Linked DNA regions of Hordeum vulgare: region 1 is linked to region 2. Evidence: chromatin contacts called from public Hi-C data. All regions are on one chromosome and are shown on one strand. The core of a region is the stretch at or near the end of the contact, and the rest is flanking DNA. Distances in the headings are between cores, read along the strand shown.

What was found. A called contact is a pair of places that touch in the nucleus more often than the background predicts.
Region 1: a contact with region 2 is called in a Hi-C map of seedling, with 5 times the contacts expected there. The contact joins the promoter of LOC123448458 here to the enhancer-like site in region 2. A contact is called at or near these places in 1 of 6 Hi-C or Micro-C datasets (seedling) and 1 of 1 datasets of contacts at active chromatin or transcription factors (embryo).

The regions. Positions count from the first base shown.
Region 1 is chr4H:242,767,703-242,771,470 of MorexV3_pseudomolecules_assembly, reverse strand. LOC123448458 reads right to left here and starts at 1,754. Exons shown (of 8, transcript XM_045125359.1): 1 at 1-1,754. The coding sequence starts at 1,533.
Region 2 is chr4H:242,504,588-242,508,410 of MorexV3_pseudomolecules_assembly, reverse strand. No RefSeq gene overlaps it. Among protein-coding and RNA genes, the nearest start is that of LOC123448458, 260 kb to the left of the region's middle. Within about 2 kb of position 2,075, at least 3 of the 3 cell types and tissues checked have open chromatin away from gene starts, as enhancers often do. A contact at or near this core is called in seedling, where this site is marked.

The sequences.
Region 1 (3,768 bases), core at 505-3,004, 260 kb before region 2:
TTCTTCCACCAACCGCCGCCTTTCCTCCTCCTCTCTTATCAGGTTCTCCCTCTCCTCATCTTGTTTCCTAGCGATTTCTCTGACTCTGGCCTGTTCTTCCACTACCCGCTGTCTTTCTTGCTCTTGTACCCTCAAGATCCTATCGAGCTCAGCCTCAAATGACTCCCTTACTGGATCATGGAAATCTGATGGTTTGGTTGTTTCTTTTTTCTTCTTTATTGAACTGAAACTAACGGCAGAAATGCTATCAAAACCGGTATGCTCAACTAAAGGCCTTACAGGGACTCCAGTGAGCCACTTATCCCTGCCAAATTTTGCTCCTGGCTCGTTAACTAAAGGTCCCTTATTACCAAGATATGGCATCACCTTGGAAACAGGATTATTCTGGAAAGACTTCCCTCTGTACCAGTTATTAGAATTATCATTGTAACATTCACCTGCAGTTTCCCCAATATGTGCGCTTCCGTGCAGTTCCGTCCCAATCTGTCCATAGGCTCGCACAGCAGGCTCCTTACTAGTATTGCACAAATCCTTGGAGGCACCGTTAGTAATGCCTTCATGGTAAAGTAACTGTCCGCTTCCTTTGCCTGCACTGTGAGGACGACCATCTGTCCTCTCCACATTGTGGCTTGGCATAGGAGATCGCCACAAACCATCTTGCACGCCCTCTTTATTGGGAGCAATGTAATCTCTCCCCAAGGACTCATTTTTTAAGCGCTCCATTGTCGCACCATAGAAGTCGCACCCTGGAACCATGGTCTCAATCCTACCAAATCCCCTCTCTTTACTGTCGCGATCTGGGAGACTCAGCCCTGTATCACGTTCATCATCAGCCCAATCAGCATCATACCTTAGCCGCACCAGTGGCAGCGGCCCCAAATCATGAGTTTGGGCCTTCTCCGCTGAACCATGGAGGCCAGTACCTGTGACGCCGGCAGAAGCCAAGGGCTCAGCACCACGCGAGGGCATCACATGCGGTCGCATGCCCAGGGGCATCGGCTGTGTCTCCGGCATGGCGGCTTGAGCACCATCAACGTCTTTCTGGCGATGCTGCACGGGTGGCGCAGGTGGTGGCGCCACCGCTGCTTTAAGAGAAGGGAAGTCCTCGCCCCGCAGGACGACAGCTTTCTCCTGGAATCCATACGATGGGAGCCTGGCAACGCCACTAGGAGCCGGTATCGAGCCCAGTTGCTTCTCGGATGCCGGAGCAGGCTTCGTCCACCCAGCCACGGCCCCGCCGGATCGGGGCGGGGCTGAGGCGACCCCACCGCCAGTAGTGGCGGTCGCGCCCTCGAAACGCTCGTGCTCCTTACGGAGCGAGGGGAGGTTCAGAGGCGGCGGTACAGAGAGCTTGGGCTGCTGCGGCTTGGCCATAGAGGAGGAGCCGCGACCGCGGGAAAGCACCACCATGCCGCCGCCGCCACCGGCAGAGGGGGCAGCGGGGCGGGAGGGGCGGCCGCCACTTTGGAATTGGGCGGACTGGCCGTACGATCGGTTGAGGTTAACGGATACAAACTTGCCGGGGTGCGACATCGGCGGCTGTGGCGGCCACGGAGCGCATGAAACCCTAGCTGCAGCCCGATGCGCGGGTGGGCGTGCGGGGAGAGGGTGGAGGAGGCGTCGGCTCGAGGTTTATGCGAGGGCTGGTGGAGATGGGGAGGAGGTGGTACTGGTGCTGGTGGCTCGCCGACGGCGATGGGGTGGTGGGATTTGGAACGGGGGGTTGGTGCCGGGTCCGGAAGAGGAGGGGGGTGGGTGTTGTTGGGGGGGGGGGGGGGGCGGTCGGGACTGGAGGATGCCCCCGTGGGGGAGGGATGCGAGTGAGCACTGCGGCACGAATCTTGGAGCTCTACGTATGGGTTTCGGTGGCCGTTGGCTTGTTGGACCAGCGGTCCATCGCCGCCCAGGTCGGTGACGTTTTTTCTTTTTTTTAACAGGGAAAAAATCCATTGCGGCCTAGTTTGGCAGAGAGTCTTGTAAAAACCAAAGTATTTTCAAAGCGAAAAATTATCTTCTACGAGCCCATCGCGCCCGTCCGCCGGCTCCATGGCAATTCGATCATGTGTTGATTAGACCGTCGACAGCCATTCGATCATGTGTTGATTAGACCGTCGACAGCATTCCGTGTCCACCGAAGTCGTTTTTGTTTTCGTGCAACCCGCTTGTTGTTTCACGACAGACATTCCTCATACTCGGTAACAGTGGGTTTATTCGACCTATGTGAAGATGTCGTAATTTTTGCAATAGATGTCGTAATTTTTGCAACATGTTGTAAATTTTATAACATGGGTCGAAAGGTGGCGTAATCTTTGCAACATGGGTCAAAAGATGTCATAATTTTTGCAACATGTCGTAATTTTTGCAACATGGTCGTTGTTTCTACAACGCTGTCGTTGTTTCAGAAATTGTTTCTCCAACACGACCGTTGTTTCGGTATTATTTATGTAACACGGTCGTTGTTTTAGGAATTGTTTCTGCAACGTGGCCGTAGTTTCTGCAACTGGTTTGTTGTTTCAGGAGTTAATGTGTCGGGAAGGCGACGAGCCGCGTGCGAGGAGTTAGATCGGAAGGCTCGCGCATGGAGATCCGACGGTTGTCAAGGTGGTGGATGATTACTAGACGTTTAACGATAGACACGTAGCAGTCTCCATTTTCAAAACCTTGGTATTTCATTGCTTGGACAATGAATACTTTTTTTTCTTCAAAACATAGTTTTTCTCAGTATTGGCAAAACCACCAACTCATTTGACGTTGTAGTTTTTATAAGATCACCCATGTATAGGTTGTGTAGTCAAATGACTACACAACTTTATGGAAAAAGCATCACATATAAGCATAAATTATGCAAAAAATATATATAAGCACAAATTATGCAAAATATATATATAATCTATAAAAATACATACATATTGGCTACACAACATTGAGTTGACTACACATGATTGCAATCTGACACCGCCACTAGCACTACCTAGCTCCTTGAGTATACATGAATTGACGTGCGTGTAAAACCGACTCCCAATGCATGCACAAATTGATCTAATCAATTGGCAAGCTTCCTTTTAGATGATCATTACTTGCGGGAAAGTAATCAACGGTTAGTGAGTCGATAGAATCATGCGAGATCGTCCGTAGAAATTAATTTGACCGATGATGTCGTCCTTAGAATAGAAATCTAATCTACATGATGCAATGTGTGGAGCCACCTAACCTCAATCACCTACTAGTGAGGAGCGGTCCAGCAATTATGATCATTTAAGAGATAATAGACAGAGAAGAGATAGGTGCTCATGATTTCTATAAAGTTTAATTTTAAATAATGAGGTACGAATCTCTTTTTGGATACTACAATAATACTTTGATATGAGACATACCATGGTATCTTAAACTACAGTGTGTTTTGTCATTCAAACACCATAAAGTCTTTAGGGTTCCTAGTATGCCTAAGAAAACTACAAAAATATTTTGCATCCAAACGTGTGTATTAGGTGCAGTTTTTTCACTTGTCTATGTTCTCTAATTAAGATACTAGTCATGGATGAAACTACCCCTATCTTTTATAACACTCTGCTTCCTAGTTTTAAAGAGCTATAACATTATGCCCCTGGTTTTAAAGACATCACATTCAGTTACGACCTTCAACTAAAAAAGATCACCCGATTTTGGTCAACTTTTTTTCAAAGCTCTTTCATTCAATTTTATTGTAATATATGCTACTAGCAAACATGCTCGTGCGTTTGCAACGGGGGAAACAAATATCTTATATTT
Region 2 (3,823 bases), core at 826-3,325:
GAAAAAGGAACGGATCTCCTTGTGCGTATAAGGTCCACATTTTGTTTCTTGGAAATAGGTAACCGCACATTGTCTCTCCTCCAATTCTTGTTGAAGTGCTCTGTGCCAAGCTTGCGAATTCAACCCTTGAACATTCCAGCAGAGGACATTCCAATATCTATGATAAGTACTACTCATTTAACACCATAGGTAGCAGCATCCCATGGCAAGCTACGTAGTACTAGCCAAACGCAAACACATCCACAGATAAGATGTAGCCTTACAACCCTGACAGACAAATGTATATAACACCAAAATAAAACATAGTTCTCAACATTTTAACCTAAGCAGAGAAATAAGACAGACTTAGGGGCGCGCCAGACCCACTAGTTGGAGAAGAAACTAATCATCAGAGACATCCGCTCGGTTCTTCGTGTGAGCAGCCATAAGTTGTTCCACCGAAAGTTTTCTGCTTCAATGCCAAGTTCCTGGCCAATCACCTGAAGCGTCTTGATGGGTGTCGGGGGTTGGATACCCACTCCATCCGGACCTTCCTTGGATGTGCTGGGCTCCATGGTAGGCTGGCTGCGTGACTTCTTCTTCTTCGGCTCGAAAGTTAACTCGAGAAACACTGGTTTAAATCCACCCCCCCTGACAGAACCCCGAGTGTATCTGCACAGATTCTACCACAGGGGTTGGAGCCTTAGATTTACGTTGCTTATTATCTGCAATGGGAGGGCATGTAGCAATTGGAAAAGCACGTCGTCGTGTGATTCTTTTGTTTGTCGCATTCATCATTGGATCATGCACATCATATGCATATCATCGGCACTCTGTGTTGTTTGTTTTCAAAACTTGCATCCATTGTTGGTTGCCGGTACCCTCCGTTGTTGTCGTTGACCGTTTCGGGACCAACCACACACGCACGCGCTAGCGACACCGATCACATCTTGTTCTCAAAACTGTGTATAAAACATTCTCGGAGTTGGTCGAAAATTGACGTGCGGTCTCGTTTTATTATAGATAGACCGCCTGTCAAATTTGTCACATTCAGAGTTCATTTGATACCCAAACCGTTAAATATAAAGCGACACTATAGCCGATCAAATTGTTGGACGTTTTCGGTGTTTACAAATTATCTCATGGGCTGCAAACATCCCTCTCATCCCCACCTATCCCATCTACACAGCCCACTAGGCCTACCCTAAACCCTCCCGACCGGAGCCGTCGGATCGCTATCCTACAGTCCGAAGACGGACAAAACCCCTCATTCCTATCCTTCCTACTATAAACAAACAACCTACCCTGCCCATTTTAACACTAAACCCTAGCCTAACCCTTCCCCTACCTCTATCCGCAGTCACTTTGCCTTGAATCCGCGTCCGAGCCACTACTACGCCGTCACCTCCTAGTCGAGCCACCACGTCGGCTCGTGAGGCACGATCCCGGTCGTCAGCGGCCAGATCAAACGTTTAGAGGGCCAGCTAGCCAGTCGCGCCCCACCGCAGACAGCCAGACCTCCACCCGTAGCCAGCTACGGCCCGTCCCAGCCGAATCAGGCCCGAAGCGTTATTACCACACGCCCTCGCCTCCCTGTTATCCGAAGCCGCCCCATGCCTGAGGCTCGCCCCCGCGCCGCATCTAGCATCGGTCCGTGCTGCAGCCCCTGTGGCGAGCTGCCTCCACCACCGACCAGGTCACCCCGACGCCTTCTCCCGCTCTACCTCTCTCCCCTCTAACCTCTCTCTCTCTCTCTCTCGTTGCATGCCCGCTGGAACCACGCCGCAATGGATGGCCTCCCGCAGCTCCAACTTGTCGCGCCGTCTTGTTTCCTGGCCAGATCTATGTCGGGGAGTCTCCGATCCACCCATTCCCGGCCATCTCCACCTTCCTTTGTTGTCACCGCCATTAGAGAGCCTCGCGCCGGATCACTGCTGACCTGCTTTGCTTTGGGAACAGCTTGCTAGATCGGATCGAGAGCTCCCTCGCTTGGCGGGTGCCTGCTTGTGTCCACGGCATGGGCAGGCCTCGTGCAGCAACCGTGGCCCATGATGGAATTCCTAGCATGGGACTTGCAGTGCCGTGGCCTCGCAAACCCAAGCGAGCGCCAGATCCGCCAGCTCGGTTCTGCTTCACCCCACCGTCACTCACGTGGGCTAGAACTGCCCCCTCCGCCTAGCCGTTTCTTCAAACTGGCCCAACTGTTCGGTGAGCATCGCCTGCTATCCCGAGCTTTGTGCGTTGCCTTGACATGTTACGCTCATGCTCTGTTTTCGACCCATTAGCATATTCGGCCCATTTAGCTTTTTTTTTGTGTCCGGCGATTTGTTAATTAAATGGCCATTGCTAAATTTCCGAAATAACCACGTTTTCAAACACTCATAATTAAATAACTGTGCATCGAATCATGATGATTTCAACATGTAAAATGTCCAGAATTTTGCATAGATGAAGAATATCCCACTTTCATGCATGTTAAAATTGTTTAACCAGATGTTTGCATGTAATTTATGTAGATGTCATGTTAAAATGGTTTATTTTATAACTAAGTAACCATAGCTTCGATTAAAATGTTTCATATATGCAACTTCACTAGAAAAATCTGTAGAATAACATGGTGGCCTTTATTCACTTATCACTTGGGCCGATTCCACACGTGGGTTGCTGCACTAAACTGCAATCCGCCCAATCATGTTTTACCCACTGTGAATTTATTCATTTATCAAGGGCATCTCATAATTTCAGCAAAAGCCATTTTTTTCCATACTCATAATTAAATATCCTTGCATCGGATTGAAACAATTATACATGAAAAATGTCGAGAATTTCATGTAGATTAAGAATTCCAAATTTCATGCATGTTTAAAGTTGTTTACCCTGCTGTTTGCATTAATTTGCGTCATGCCATATTAAACATGATTTAGTTCGTAGGAAAATAACCATGCATCGGATTTAAAAACTTCATACATAAAAATGCTTAGAGGGTGCTTGGATCCAAGAGACTAAAACTAGTCTCTTTAAGACGCTAAAGTTCCAAGCACCCCTGACTAAAGAGAGGCTAAAACTAGTCTTGAGGCTAAAATCTTTTAGTTAGGGGTACCCCTACTAAAATGTGCATTAGTCCTCTCTCTTCTCATTTAACTCCTCATGCAAGTTCTGGATTGGAGGGTTTGAAGGATAATAAATGCTCATTAACTTGATTTTAGTCTTTTTAGTATTTGGATCCAAGCATGGGTGAGGCTAGCAAGTTTTAGTCTCATTACTTTTAGTCATGGGACTAAAACGTATCCAAGCACCCTCTTAGAATTTTGTGTAGTTTTACAATATCCAACTCTCACATGTGTTTAAAATGTTCAACTTGCTATTTTAATTTAATTTCCTTAAATGCCATGTTAAAATGATTTATTTCATAACTAGCTAACCGTGCTTCGATTAGAATGATCCACATATGTAACTTGCTTAGAAAAATGTGTAGAATAACATGGTAGCACTTATTTTGTTGTTTAACAACTCTAAAATCGTGTATAGGCAGAACGGTACCGAATCTTAATTTGCATATGGGAATTTTCTGAAATTTTTATTCGTTGTTCCGGCCTCATTTAAACTTGCCTAGGATTTCATGTACTTCCATAATATCTTGTTCACCGTGCTTTAACATGTTGGGGCTGTCATTTGCATTCGTGACATATCATTTTGTGTTGCTCATATCATTTAGACCATAACTCCATTTTAAACGATTTATATATGTAATTGACTAGAATGACGCGTAGAAGCACATGATCCACTTTATTTTGTTGTTTAATAAATATAAAATGTGTTTAGTACAGATATGGACTAATTTCGA